2 separate regions of the Pan troglodytes genome follow, and region 1 is linked to region 2. A link is a contact called in public HiChIP or PLAC-seq data. All regions are on one chromosome and are shown on one strand. Each heading gives the region's core, a stretch centred on a gene start, on an enhancer-like site or on the middle of the called end of the contact. The rest is flanking DNA. Distances are from core to core; before and after follow the strand shown. Region 1 holds the start of DPY19L4 (dpy-19 like 4). Region 2 holds the start of VIRMA (vir like m6A methyltransferase associated).

Region 1 (6,505 bases), core at 2,977-5,476, 160 kb before region 2:
TCCTTTTTAAAAATGTTCTTTATCAAATAAATCGCTTTACAGGACTTTAATTAAACATGTTCTCTTTGTGTCCATAAATGATTTTTGTTTATAAAAGTACAACTTACACAAAAATTTTACATAGATTTTCAAGTAATTTATGAAGTATACAAATCTCAACAATCATCTCTCAAGAACTTATATTAGCAATGATCAAGGACCATACAAATATGTAATCTATAAAAGATCTATAATATTATATTTTCCTGATTCTAAGATGCCATACGTTTGAAGATACTACTTAATAGGTTTTTCAAGGGGAAAAAAAACCACAGTGTCATACTGAATGCGTGCACTGATTTTAAGACATATCAATTTTAGTGGCATTAAACTGTAAGAGCCAAAAGTACGACTCGATAAATACAGTATTCATTTTAGCTCATCTCTTCAACCTTATCCCTAAAGCTAACTTTTCATATAATTTCATAATGGAAAAACAAAGTCACACATCTCTAGGTGGAAAAAAAGCAAAGGCCAAAGCAATGGACAAATGAGATTATCAGTTCTGACAGGAAAGCTCTGCGATGTAATTCAGGTTTCCTTTTCACTATCTTTTTTTTTTTTTTTTGAGACGGAGTTTCACTCTTTTTGCCCAGGCTGCAGTGCAGTGGTGCCATCCCGGCTCACTACAACCTCCGCCTCCCGGGTTCAAGCAATTCTCCTACCTCAGCCTTCCGAGTAGCTGGGATTACAGGCATCCGCCACTACGCCCAGCTAATTTTTTGTATTTTTAGTAGAGACAGGGGTTTCATCATGTTGGCCAGGCTGGCCTCAAACTCCTGACCTCGTGATTCGCCCGCCTCGGCCTCCCAAAGTGCTGGGATTACAGGCGTGAGCCACCACGCCCGGCCACTCCTTTTCACTATCTGATATTTTTAGCATTGTAAAGAAAAAGTCAAACTAAATGAAGATGATTACACATCCACAAAAGTAACCTGCTATTTCAGACTTCAGTCCAGTCATCTTCATATGAAACAGTAGGGCTACAAACAGACTTTCAAATGTCCATCCAGGCTAGACATAGCAGTTTCCAAGTGAAATGTTAATACTGCTCTACTCAAGGTTGTCACTTCTTTCTTTGTTCTAACATTGCTTTCAGAAAGCATAAATATAAACACCCTGGCCCTCTATTGCATCAAGGAAGACATTTTTTTAAAGACCAGATTCCCAGAATATTTACTTGGACAATGAAGAGGATCCAAGTGAATGTGAATGGTAAGCAAGATGGGACGCGGAGAACACCTGGATACAAGTAAAATACACAGACTATTTAGTCTAATTTTAACACAGCGAACAAAAGATAATACGGATTCTGGGGGAAAAAAAGTATAGAGTGACAAATAAACATAAAACACTCAGAATGCCTGGCACATAGACAGACAGGTTTGCTATATGTATTATTATTACTAGCATTATAATAAATGAAAATTTACTCATTCATTGTTGACTATTATATCCTTGCAACTAATAGGGTATGAATACAAATATTTACGGAATTAAAAATGTGTTGAATAAAGCAATATTTTAATAAATTACAACCCATTAATTGTCCCATATAAGATGTATTTAACTGCTTTTGAATTATATGTAATTCTACAACCAAAAATCATTTATCATTTTATTTATTTTATTTTTGAGAGGGAGTCTCACTCTGTCACCCAGGCTGGAGTGCAGTGGGGCGATCTCGTCTCACTGCAACCTCGGCCTCCCGGGTTCCATCGATTCTCTTGCCTCAGCCTCCCGGGTAGCTGGGACTATTGGCATGCGCCACCACGCCCGGCTAACTTTTGTATTTTTTAGTAGAGACAGGGTTTCACCATATTGGCCAGGCTGGTCTCGAACTCCTGACCTCGTGATCCGCCCACCTTGGCCTCCCAAAGTGTTAGGATTACAGGCGTGAGCCACCGTGCCCGGCCTTAATTTTATTTTTTTTAAGATGGAGTCTCGCTCTGTCACCCAGGCTGGATGCAATGGTGCAATCTTGGCTCACTGCAACCTCCGCCTCCCGGGTTCAAGTGATTCTCCTACCTCAGCCTCCTGAGTAGCTGGGACTACAGACACTTGCCACTCCACCCGGCTAATTTTTGTATTTTTAGTAGAGATGGGGTTTCACTGTGTGAGCCAGGCTGGTCTCGAACTTCTGACTTCAAGTGATCCACTCGCCTTGGCCTCCCAAAGTGCTGGGACTACAGGCATGAGCCATCATGCCCCGCCCATTTATCATTTTATATCACGTAAGTAAAATTTACAAAACGGTACAATCTTTTAATATTGGCTCCACAGATCTATTTAAGTACAACCATAGTCTAAAATAATTTTTCATTTTGCATGATGTATTAAAGACTTTCAGTATTGTAGTATTGATTTTTTAATGCAGTCTTAACTTTTTTAATGCTTTAAGTTAAGCATGAATGTACTCATAGGAACCTACAAGTTAGTATATCAACCTACCCCCATAAATATGCAATTAGAAAAGAAAAATACATCAAGAAATATTTCAAATGATGATATACTGTAACCACAGACAGAACCAAGTAAACAAATGGAATTACATTCTTTCTCACCAACGACAAATAGCTTTGTTTTTGAAGCTGTTTTTAGTTAGAATGTCTTAAATTCAGACCAGCTTTAACACTCTGAAAACTCAATGGAAACAAATATGAACCAAGCCTGCACAGGGACAGGTCAGCAAGTCACACATCAGTAAACACTTCTTACGCTTAATTTTTAAAAACTGCTTTCCGCTGAATCCTTTAAACTCCTTCCTTGCACTCTTGATTCAGAAAGGCTTGAGTCGGCTGGACCCGTGGCTCACGCCTGTAATCCCAGCACTCTGGGAGGCCGAGGTGGGCGGATCACCTGAGGTCAGAAGTTCAAGACCAGCCAGACCAACATGGAGAAACCCCGTCTCTACTCAAAATATAAAATTAACCGGGTGTGATGGCGCATGCCTGTAATCCCAGCTACTAGGGAGGCTGAGGCAGGAGAATCGCTTGAATCCAGGAAGCGGAGGTTGCGGTGAACCGAGATCGCGCCTTTGCACTCCAGACTGGGCAACAAGAACGAAACTCCGTTTCAAAAAAAAAAAAAAGGCGGGGGGGGCTTGAGTCTAAATTAGATCAATTTACTATCACATCCACAGCTCCACTCATAAGGTAAAAAGTTGTGTTTTCCACCAGAAGGCAAAAATCTAATTGCTTCTCACTTCCTGAAACTAGTAGGGGTTATCATGAAGTTACTATGCCATGAGTATTCCTTGTATTGTTTATCACTAACCGATAAGTTTCATCTAACTTCCCATTTTTGTCTCATACTTATCATTTTCTATAAATAAAATACTGCTGAATGAATTACTTATCTTAGCATTGATCCTGAAGGCGGCATGGAAACCTTTCTCCAGCTCACCCACTTTGACCCTCAAAGGCCTCCTGGCCTCATCATCTCCCAAAACTATAATACTTAGATGGCTCTGCTCTTTACCATTTTCCCCTGAACCTAAGTGAACTTGGCTTTCTTCAGTTTCTGCGTGTTCGCCCATTCCTAATTAATCTTGCCATGTTTATCCCAAATCCCTGCCTCTTTATTCCCGTGGTGAATGTTCCCTCGCCCCCTGTGCCTCTGGGTTTGTCAATATCCACAGCCCTTTAAAAATCGCATTCCAAATATGCACTCAGTACCTAAACCTGCATTTTCGAAACCCAACTGCGCCTCCCACTTCACCAAGAATCTGCTCAGGACCCTCCCTCCCTCCCAACCACTCCCGGCACAGCTTTCTCTCTTGCTACGGATTCCCAACTTTCAGCTCCACCTTTGCTTCCCAATTCGGCCGACAAAACTTCGGGCCATTTGCTCCGCTCTCCTGAATTTCTCCGCAGCCCTCTCCTGGGCGCCGCGCTCCTTCCCGCCCTCCCCGCGCGGCCGCCACCGCGACCGCGGCCACCAGCAGCTCCAACCCAGACCTCCAGCGCCCCCGCCCCTCCTTCCCGAGACCACTGGCAGCCGTTGGCGCGCTGGACCCCGCTGCAGTCACCTTCTTCCTCCGCCATCGTTTCTGCGGAGGCTAGGGCGCCCTGCGGCTCCCGCGCGGCCCGGACTCTCCCTCCCTCCGCGTCGCCGAACCCCTCGGCCACCGGGGGCCCGCTCCTGGCCGCCGCGCCCCCACTTCCTGACCCACCCCCCTCCGGTGTCGCTGCCAACCGCGTCCCCGCAGGCGGCCCGGGAACCAGAGTGTTGGGAGAGGGGAGCGGCCGGAGCGTTTCGCTGGGGCGCCGGGGCCTGCGCGGGCAGGAAGGAGACTCCACGCCGGGGGTGCCGCCCACAGCAGTAGCTCCTGGCCGCCGCCTCCCCTGGAAAGCGAGACTGGTGGGTCTCGCTGCAGCCCCGCCCCTCGTCCTACTCGTCCCAAAAAGTGAGGGCATGCTTTCCGCCACTTTTGTGACTCCGCGACTTAGCGAGTCAGAGACGATCATCAGCGATACCTCCCAGGTCCAGCCTCCATTCCCGACCCATTTTACAGGGAGGAAACTCAGATCTAATGTGGTGGAAGTCACAAAGCCGGTCAGAGGCAGAAGTGGAACCCGGTGCTCCAGAACTGCCATCGCTGCCTGCGTTCTCGCTGGGATTTCAGAGTGCAGCAGCAAAACGTTCTCAGTTGGCGCTTTGGTTTCGTAGGCCACTTGACCATTACAAGAAAGAAGCTTGTGCTTGGAACTTGTTTTAAATCACCAAAACTGGTTTAGCAAATATGTTGTATTTCATGATATTCTGGGGGGGGGGGGGCGGGGGGAGATAATACAATGGTCTGGGGTAGAGCAGTGTGCAATTAGATATTACACAGCAATAGGGAATAATTTTAATTTGTTAAACTGTGTTTAACTTTCATCATATCTAGCATTCTTCAACAAACACCGGGATCTTTTCCCCAACAGTACTCAGAAGTAAATTTAGTGAATGAAATATACCCATTTTAGATCGGGAGAAACAGGCACGAGAATTCACTGAAGTCATGGGGTAATTATGGACACCCCATTATTAGCAGGCAGCAAGATTCTCCTAATAGCACCTTTAAGTTAGGATATTTGGGGAGAAGCTATCATTTTTCAGTGATGTGCAGAAACGGTTCCAGGAACTTTTTTTTTTTTTTTTTGAGACAGAGTCTCGCTCTGTCGCCCAGGCTGGAATGCAATGACTCGATCTAGGTTCACTGCAACCTCCGCCTCCTGGGTTAAAGCGATTTTCGTGCCTCGGCCTTCCCAGTAGCTGGGACTACAGGCGCAAGCCACCACTTAATTTTCATATTTTTAGTAGAGATGGGATTTCACCATGTTGGTTGGCCAGGCTAGTCTCCAACTCCTGGCCTCAAGTGATCCGCCCACCTTGGCCCCCCAAAGTGCTGGGTTTACAGGTGCCCACCACCACGCCCGGATAATTTTTTGTACTTTTAGTAGAGAAGTGGAGGGGTGTGGTTTCACCATGTTGCCCAGGCTGGTCTTGAAATCCTGACCTCAAGTGATCCACCGGCCTCAGCCCCACAAAGTGCTGGGATTACAGGCATGAGCTACCACGCGGGGCCTCCAGGAACTCTTTTTATGTCTGGTTCCCTGTAAAGATGTTTTTTGCCTTAAAACAACACTTTACCAGGAGTTAGAAACAGTGGACCAGAAAAGGCCTGGTGCCAGAGCCAAGAGAGCACAGAATATAAGGACCCTGAAAACCACAGGATATGGTAGGGTCCCTGGACATGAGCAACAGTACCTGAGTATGCTGCTTATCAGATCAGCTGACTGAAAGAGCTGCACCTCTTGGAAAACATATAGTAGCTATTGAGGTCTGCTGTTTTCTAAGTCTAGAGTCTTAATATCCTACAGTTTCTTCACGGTCACCTCAAGTTGACTAATGGACTAAATTTTAAGTTTGCCTGACCTCTACAATAACAGGGGAAAGAAAAATGATAGAAAAAAAAATAGCTTCTTAAAATAACAAATGGAAATATAAGATAGAGATAATTATGCCCTAGTAGAAACATTCTTCTCTTGAACCCTAAAAACCCACATTAGGGCCGGGCACCATGGCTCATGCCTGTAATCCCAACACTTTGGGAGGTTGAGGCAGGTGGATCACCTGAGGTCAGGAGTTCGAGACCAGCCTGACCAACATGGAGAAACCCCATCTCTGCTAAAAATACAAAATTAGCTGGGCGTGGTGGCGCATGCCTGTAATCCCAGCTACTCGGGAGGCTGAGGCAGGAGAATCGCTTGAACCTGGGAGGTGGAGGTTGCGGTGAGCCGAGATCATGCCATTGCATTCCAGCCTGGGCAACAAGAGCGAAACTCCATCACACAAAACAAACAAACAAAAAACACATAAGGATAATGAGAGTGAAGCATCTTATTCTCAAACCAGTGTAATCTTACTGTGAGAAAAATAGGCTGTTTTTATTAAAAATCTATATTTCATTCAAGAAGAA
Region 2 (6,366 bases), core at 3,817-6,316:
TAGATCTGACAGGATACACAATTAATGTACACAAATCAGTAGCACTGCTTTACATCAACAATGACCAAGCTGAGAATCAAATCAAGAACTCAACCTCTTTTACAGCATCTGCAAAAAAAATAAAATAAAATACTTAGAAATACACCTAACCAAGGAGGTGAAAGATCTCTACAAGGAAAACTACAAAACACTGCTGAAAGAAATAATAGATGACACAAACAAATGGAAACACATCCCACACTCATGGATGGGAAGAATTTTATTTTATTTATTTAATTAATTAATTAATTAATTTTTTGAGGTGTCTTACTCCGTCACCCAGGCTGGAGTGCAATGGCACAATCTCAGCTCACTGCAACCTCTGCTTCCTGGGTTCAAGCGATTTTCCTGCCTCAGCCTCTCAAGTAGCTGGGACTACAGGCACATGCCACTACGCCTGGCTAATTTTTGTATTTTTAGTAGAGATAGGGTTTTGCCATGTTGGCCAGGCTAGTCTTGAACTCCTGACCTCAAGTGATCTGCCCGCCTCAGCCTTCCAAAGTGCTGGGATTACAGGCATATGCCACAGCGCCCGGGCCGGAATTTTGATATAGGAGTTAAAGAGAAATTATTTAGGCAGATAGTGAGGGTGAGGAAGTTCTCAGTAAGGTTTTCCTTTTAATGAAAAGCAGCCCCCAAATCATCTTGTTTCTAACAAAGAGCAGCCTGTAAAATGGAGCTGCACACATGTACAAGCAAGCTGGAAGCTTGCATGGGTGAATGCCAGCAGTTGTGCCAATAGGAAAAGGCCACCTGGGACTAGGCATGTTCAAAATGGTGGCTCCATCTTCCCTTTTCTTTTCCAACCGTGTGTGCAGTAGGGAGCAGACAACATGGTACTGACCAAGTGGAAAGCCTATTTGCATAATAAGATTAGGGTAGGGCAGCCAGCTTCCTCGCAACTATGTAAACATCACACCCGGTCCAACCAATCTGTGGGCCCTATGTAAATCAGACACTGCCTCCTCAAGCCTGTCTATAAAATCTGGTGCACTCCCCCGTGGGCTAGAATTCCCATTAGGGAGCTGCCCCCATGTCTGTCTGTCTGTCTGTCTCTCTCCCTCTCTCTCCCTCCCCCTCTTCAAGAGAGGGAGCTGTTCTCCTTTCTCTTTCTTGTGCTATTAAACCTCACTTCATGTGTGTGTCCACGTCCTCGATTCCCTTGGTGTGAGACAACAAGCCTTGGGTATTACCCCAGACAACGATGCTGCTTCAGAATCAATATTGTGAAAATGACAATACTGACAAAAGCAATCTATAAATTCAATGCAATTTGCATTCAAATACCATCATCATTCTTCACAGAACTTGAAAAAAAAATCCTAAAATTCATATGGAACAAAAAAAGACCCCAGATAGCCAAAGCAAGACTAAGCAAAAAGAACAAATCTGGAGGCATCACACCCTCTGAATTCAAACTATACCACAAGGCTATAGTTACCAAAACAGCATGGTACTGGTATAAAAGTAGGCATGTAGATCAGTGCAACATAATAGAGAACCCAGAAATAAAGCCAAATATTTACAGCCAACTGATCTTTGACAAAGCATACAAAAACATAAAGTGGGGAAAGGACACCCTATTCAACAAATGGTGCTGGGATGATTCGCAAGCCACATGTAGAAGAAGGAAACTGGATCCCCATCTGTCACCTGATACAAAAATCAACTCACAATGGATCAAAGACTTAAATCTGAGACCTGAAACTAAAAATTCTAGACGATAACATAGGAAAAACTCTTGTACACACTGGCTTAGGCAAAGAGTTCATGACCAATAATCCAAAAGCAAATGCAACAAAAACAAAGGTAAATAGATGGGACCTAATTAAATTAAAAAGCTTCTGCACAGCAAAAGAAATAATCAGCAGAGTAAACAGACAATCCATTGAGTGGGAGAAAAATCTTCACAAACTACGTATCCAACAAAGGGCTAATTTCCAGAATCTACAAATAACTCAAACAAATCAGCAAGAAAAAAATAAATAATCCCATCAAAAAGTGGGCAAAGGACATGAAGAGACAATTCTTAAAAGAAAATATACAAATTCACCGGACACAGTGGCTCACGCCTATAATCCCAGCACTTTGGGAGGCCGAGGCGAGCATTGTCTGAGGCCAGGAGTTCAAGACTAGCCTGGCTAACATGGTGAAACCCCATCTCTACTAAAAATACAAAAATTAGCTGGGGGTGGTGGTGCACGCCTGTAGTCCCAGCTACTCAGGAGGCTGAGGCAGGAAAATTGCTTCAACCAGGGAGGCAGAGGGTGCAGTCAGCCAAGATCGAGTCATTGCACTCCAGCCTGCGCAACAGAGCAAGACTCCGTCTCAAAAAACAAAACAAAACAACAACAACCTATATATATATATATAAATTGCCAATAAAGAAATGAAAAAATGTTCAACATCATTAATTATCAGGGAAATGCCAATCAAAACCACAATGAGATACCACCTTACTCCTGCAAGAATGGCCATAATTAAAAAATAAAAAAAAACAGATGTTGGCATGGATGTGGTGAAAGGGGAACACTTTTACACTGCTGGTGGGAATGTAAACCAGTACAACCACTATGGAAAACAGTATGTAGATTCCGTAAAGAACTAATAGTAGAACTACCATTTGATCCAATAATCCCACTACTGGGTATCTACTCAAAGGAAAAGAAGTCATTATATGAAAAAGACACTTGCACACACGTTTATAGCAGCACAGCTCACAGTTGCCAAAATACAGAACCAGCCTAAATGCCCATTGACCAACGAGTGGATAAAGAAAATGTGGTGTATATATATATATACATATGGGAATACTACATATATATATATACATATATATATATATGGGAATATATATGGGAATACTACTAACTCAACCACAAAAAGGAACAAAATAATGGCATTCGCAGCAACCTGGATGGAGCTGGAGACCATCATTCTAAGTGAAGCAACTCAGGAATGGAAAACAAAACATGGCATGTTCTCACTATTAAGCAGGAGCTAAGCTATGAGGATGCAAACTCATAAGAATTATATAATGGACTTTGGGGACTGGCGGCGGGGAAGGGTGGGCGAGGGAGTGAGGGATAAAAGACTACATACACATTGGATACAGTATACACTGCTCAGGTGATGGGTGCACCAAAACCTCAGAGATCACCACTAAAGAACTTTTCCATGCAACCAAACATCACCTGTTCCCTCAAAACTGTTGAAATAAAAATAAAAATGTAAAAAAAAAAAGGATATCAATGCTAAGAAAATCAGACTGTAAAAATGACAACTATAAAAGCACTATATAGTACATTGGTTAAGGGAGAGCTTAGGGGAAAATTTATATAAATACATATAGTAATAAATAAGAAATATGAATAAAAATAAACATCAGTGGTAGAAATTAGAGAACAGCATATAAGCCTAAACACAGAAGAAGGGGGCACGGTGGCTCACGCCTATAATCACAGCACTTTGGGAGGCTGAGGCAGGAGGATTGCTTGAAGCCAAGAGTTTGAGACCAGGCTGGGCAACAAAGCAAGACCCTGTTTCTAAAAAAAAAAAAAAAAGGCAAGAATCAGAAAACAGAAAAATATTAAAAGCAATAAATATCAATGCAAGAACAAATAATAAAAGATAAACTATAGCTAGCTAATAGAGGAAACTGGATGGCTGAGGAAGGATGTGGATAGGAGATTTACTCTAGAAATTCATTTATTATTAAATATTTCAGACATACCAGAAGGTACAAACAATAATATAAGGCATGCTTGTGAAATTAACATTAACCTAAATAACAAAACATTACCAAGGCATGTGAAGCCTTTCTGTTCTTCTCCATTACATCTCCCTCCAGTTTACCACTATCTTGAAATTTTAGTTACTCCAATACATGACTTTATAATTTCATGACATATGTATACTCCTAAAATTTTATATTCTTTTGCACGTTTTTAAATATATAGATGTTATTTTACATTATATATTTTTTATTTCCTTTTCTAAGAGATGGGTGTCCCCACTGGCCTCCAACTCCTGGGCTTAAGAGATTCTCCTGTCTCAGCTTCCCGAGAAGTTGGGACCACAGGAACACGCCACCGCACCCGGCTTGCGATGAGGGGAGTTAAACTTGTTTTGTTTTGGTTTGTGTCTTTTTTTTTTCTTTTTGTGAATAACGGGGTCTCGCTATATTGCCCAGGCAGTTCTCCAACTCCTGGGCTCAAGCGATCCTCCCGCTTCATCCTCCCTAAGTGCTGGATTACAGGCGTGAGCCAAAGCGCCCACCAACCCTGTTTTTTGGGTTTTTCATGCTAGTAAATATAGCACTGGTTCATTCTTCGTACCTGCTATATACTATTATATAAATACGCCACTGTTTACTTATTACTTCTGTCAATGGCACTTATGTTTCCTGCTCTTTTGCAACTTATAAAGTTTGCTATGAATATTCTTGTATTTGTAGATACTTGGGCGAGAATTTTCCTAGAAGAGTGGTAGGCACGTGTAATTTTACAAGCTATTTCCTAGTTGCTCTGCTAAGGGTTTGTGCCATTTAGACTACCAAACCCGCTGTGTTTATCTCGTTGCTCCAAAGCTCATCAACACCCGACAGAGAGGCTTACTTTTCATTCTGCCTTCTGTTTTATTGTTCATGGTACTTCACGTTATACAATTCCTCGAATTTTATTTCAATTACTCCTCACAATCAGCCTGTGGGTTAGGTACGATTTTTCACATTTTACAGATAAGAAAACAAAGAATCTCTTCGTTTGTTGAAACAACAGTTTTTCTTCTATTTAAATCAATGTCTTACTTTTCAACCTCGCTCACTGTTATCTTTTTGCTCCCAGCGCTGGAAAAAGTGGGACATCCCCTTCGATGGGTGTACGGGGTTGGTATCCAAAGTTGGCAGCTTTCCCTCCCCCTCCTCCATCCACCGTCTCCAAAACCCCGTCTCCGCACTTCGCCACCCGGAGACCGCTGTAGCTCTGTAACGCGGAGGAACGACAGGGTTTGAACCACTGGCGACCCCGTAGTCCCCATCTCACTTCCCTCTGCCCCCCTCTGCGTTCTAGGGGGCGCCCTCCGCCGCGCTGGAAAAGGCGGGGCCGGCAACTCCGGGCAACAAGATGCGTTGGGATAGGCCGAGGTTTGCGGCGCTAGTGCTCTGGTCACCGGAAGTCCCGCTGTTTCTCCCTCTCCTGAGTCGCTGTCGCGGAGGCTGGAGCGCTGCCCCGGAAGTCCTCCCCCCTGTTCCCCGCCCGCGGCAAACATGGCGGTGGACTCGGCGATGGAGCTGTTATTTTTAGATACTTTTAAACACCCGAGCGCTGAGGTAAGGCTTGGCGACTTGATTCTGACGCTGCTTCTTGACTTGGGATCTTTACAAAAAAACCGTTAGGCGTTCTCGACTTTTCCTTCTGCAGATTGCTTCTTTAATTTCTCGCTTACACACAGACACCCTCCCCCGAGCTGTGTGAGCATCGCGTCTGAGGGAGGGCTGCAGCAGCCCCTTCATTTCCTTGCTTTAACTTGGGCCCTCCGTGTCTTTGGTCGAGTTGGCTTTTCTGCTTGCATGGCTTTATTTTTTATTTTTCCTGTCAGGTTTGGGCCTTGAGAAGGATCAGGGTTCTCAGGTTTACCTCAGATGGCGTTTGGGAGGGGTCTTGGTTTGACAGTAGTGTTTGACAGTAGTGCCAGAGTCTGAGCAGTTCTCGTTGGCTTCGTGGTTTCCGAATCACGATGTTTCTAAATCCTTTCTCTTTGGCCTCTTTTCTGTCGGGAGTTATGTTCCCCAGTTGTGACACTTACTTGGTTTAGGATTACGGTGCTCTCCGATTTGGCCTGAAACTTTAATACTTGTCTCTCGGAGAGATTTCACACATTAGGAATGAGATGCATTCACGGAGAATACTTGCGAAGAGGGGAGAGTTGAGAGAATTATAGTTAAACTCATCAGCAGACATCTCTTTTGAGGTTGGAGGTGGAATGTTGTGGAGTAATATTTCTGTACAAAACTACTTGAGCGCCCCTTAATGTACAATTGGCCCTGCAATATGTAGATTAAACATAACTGGTTAACTAAAGATTCCTGAAAGCAGACCAAAAATGAACGTGAATGAAGTCTACGGAGAAATTGTTAAAAAAAAAAAAAAACGAACTTCACATTTTTCTGTCTTAATGTAAGCTTAGAGAACTGTTCTTTCTTTGGAGATTATTTTTTTCCTTTTATTTTTATCAAGTGTGCTCTTGTATCAAGCTTTTTGAGGACAGATATAATTTCTCTTTTTCTCAGCTGTATCTCCAGTGCCTAGGACAGTATTAGCAAAATGT

The links. HiChIP or PLAC-seq counts read pairs in DNA pulled down with a chosen protein or histone mark.
Region 1: an H3K4me3 HiChIP or PLAC-seq map of stem cell-derived excitatory neurons shows a contact between it and region 2, with 8 times the contacts expected there. The contact joins the promoter of DPY19L4 here to the promoter of VIRMA in region 2. A contact is called at or near these places in 1 of 7 Hi-C or Micro-C datasets (stem cell-derived neural progenitor cells) and 1 of 1 datasets of contacts at active chromatin or transcription factors (stem cell-derived excitatory neurons).

The regions. Positions count from the first base shown.
Region 1 is chr7:104,930,553-104,937,057 of NHGRI_mPanTro3-v2.0_pri, reverse strand. DPY19L4 (dpy-19 like 4) reads right to left here and starts at 4,226. Exons shown (of 19, transcript XM_016959688.4): 1 at 4,070-4,226. The coding sequence starts at 4,085.
Region 2 is chr7:104,767,138-104,773,503 of NHGRI_mPanTro3-v2.0_pri, reverse strand. It overlaps VIRMA (vir like m6A methyltransferase associated), which reads left to right and starts at 5,066. Exons shown (of 24, transcript XM_519860.8): 1 at 5,066-5,368. The coding sequence starts at 5,306.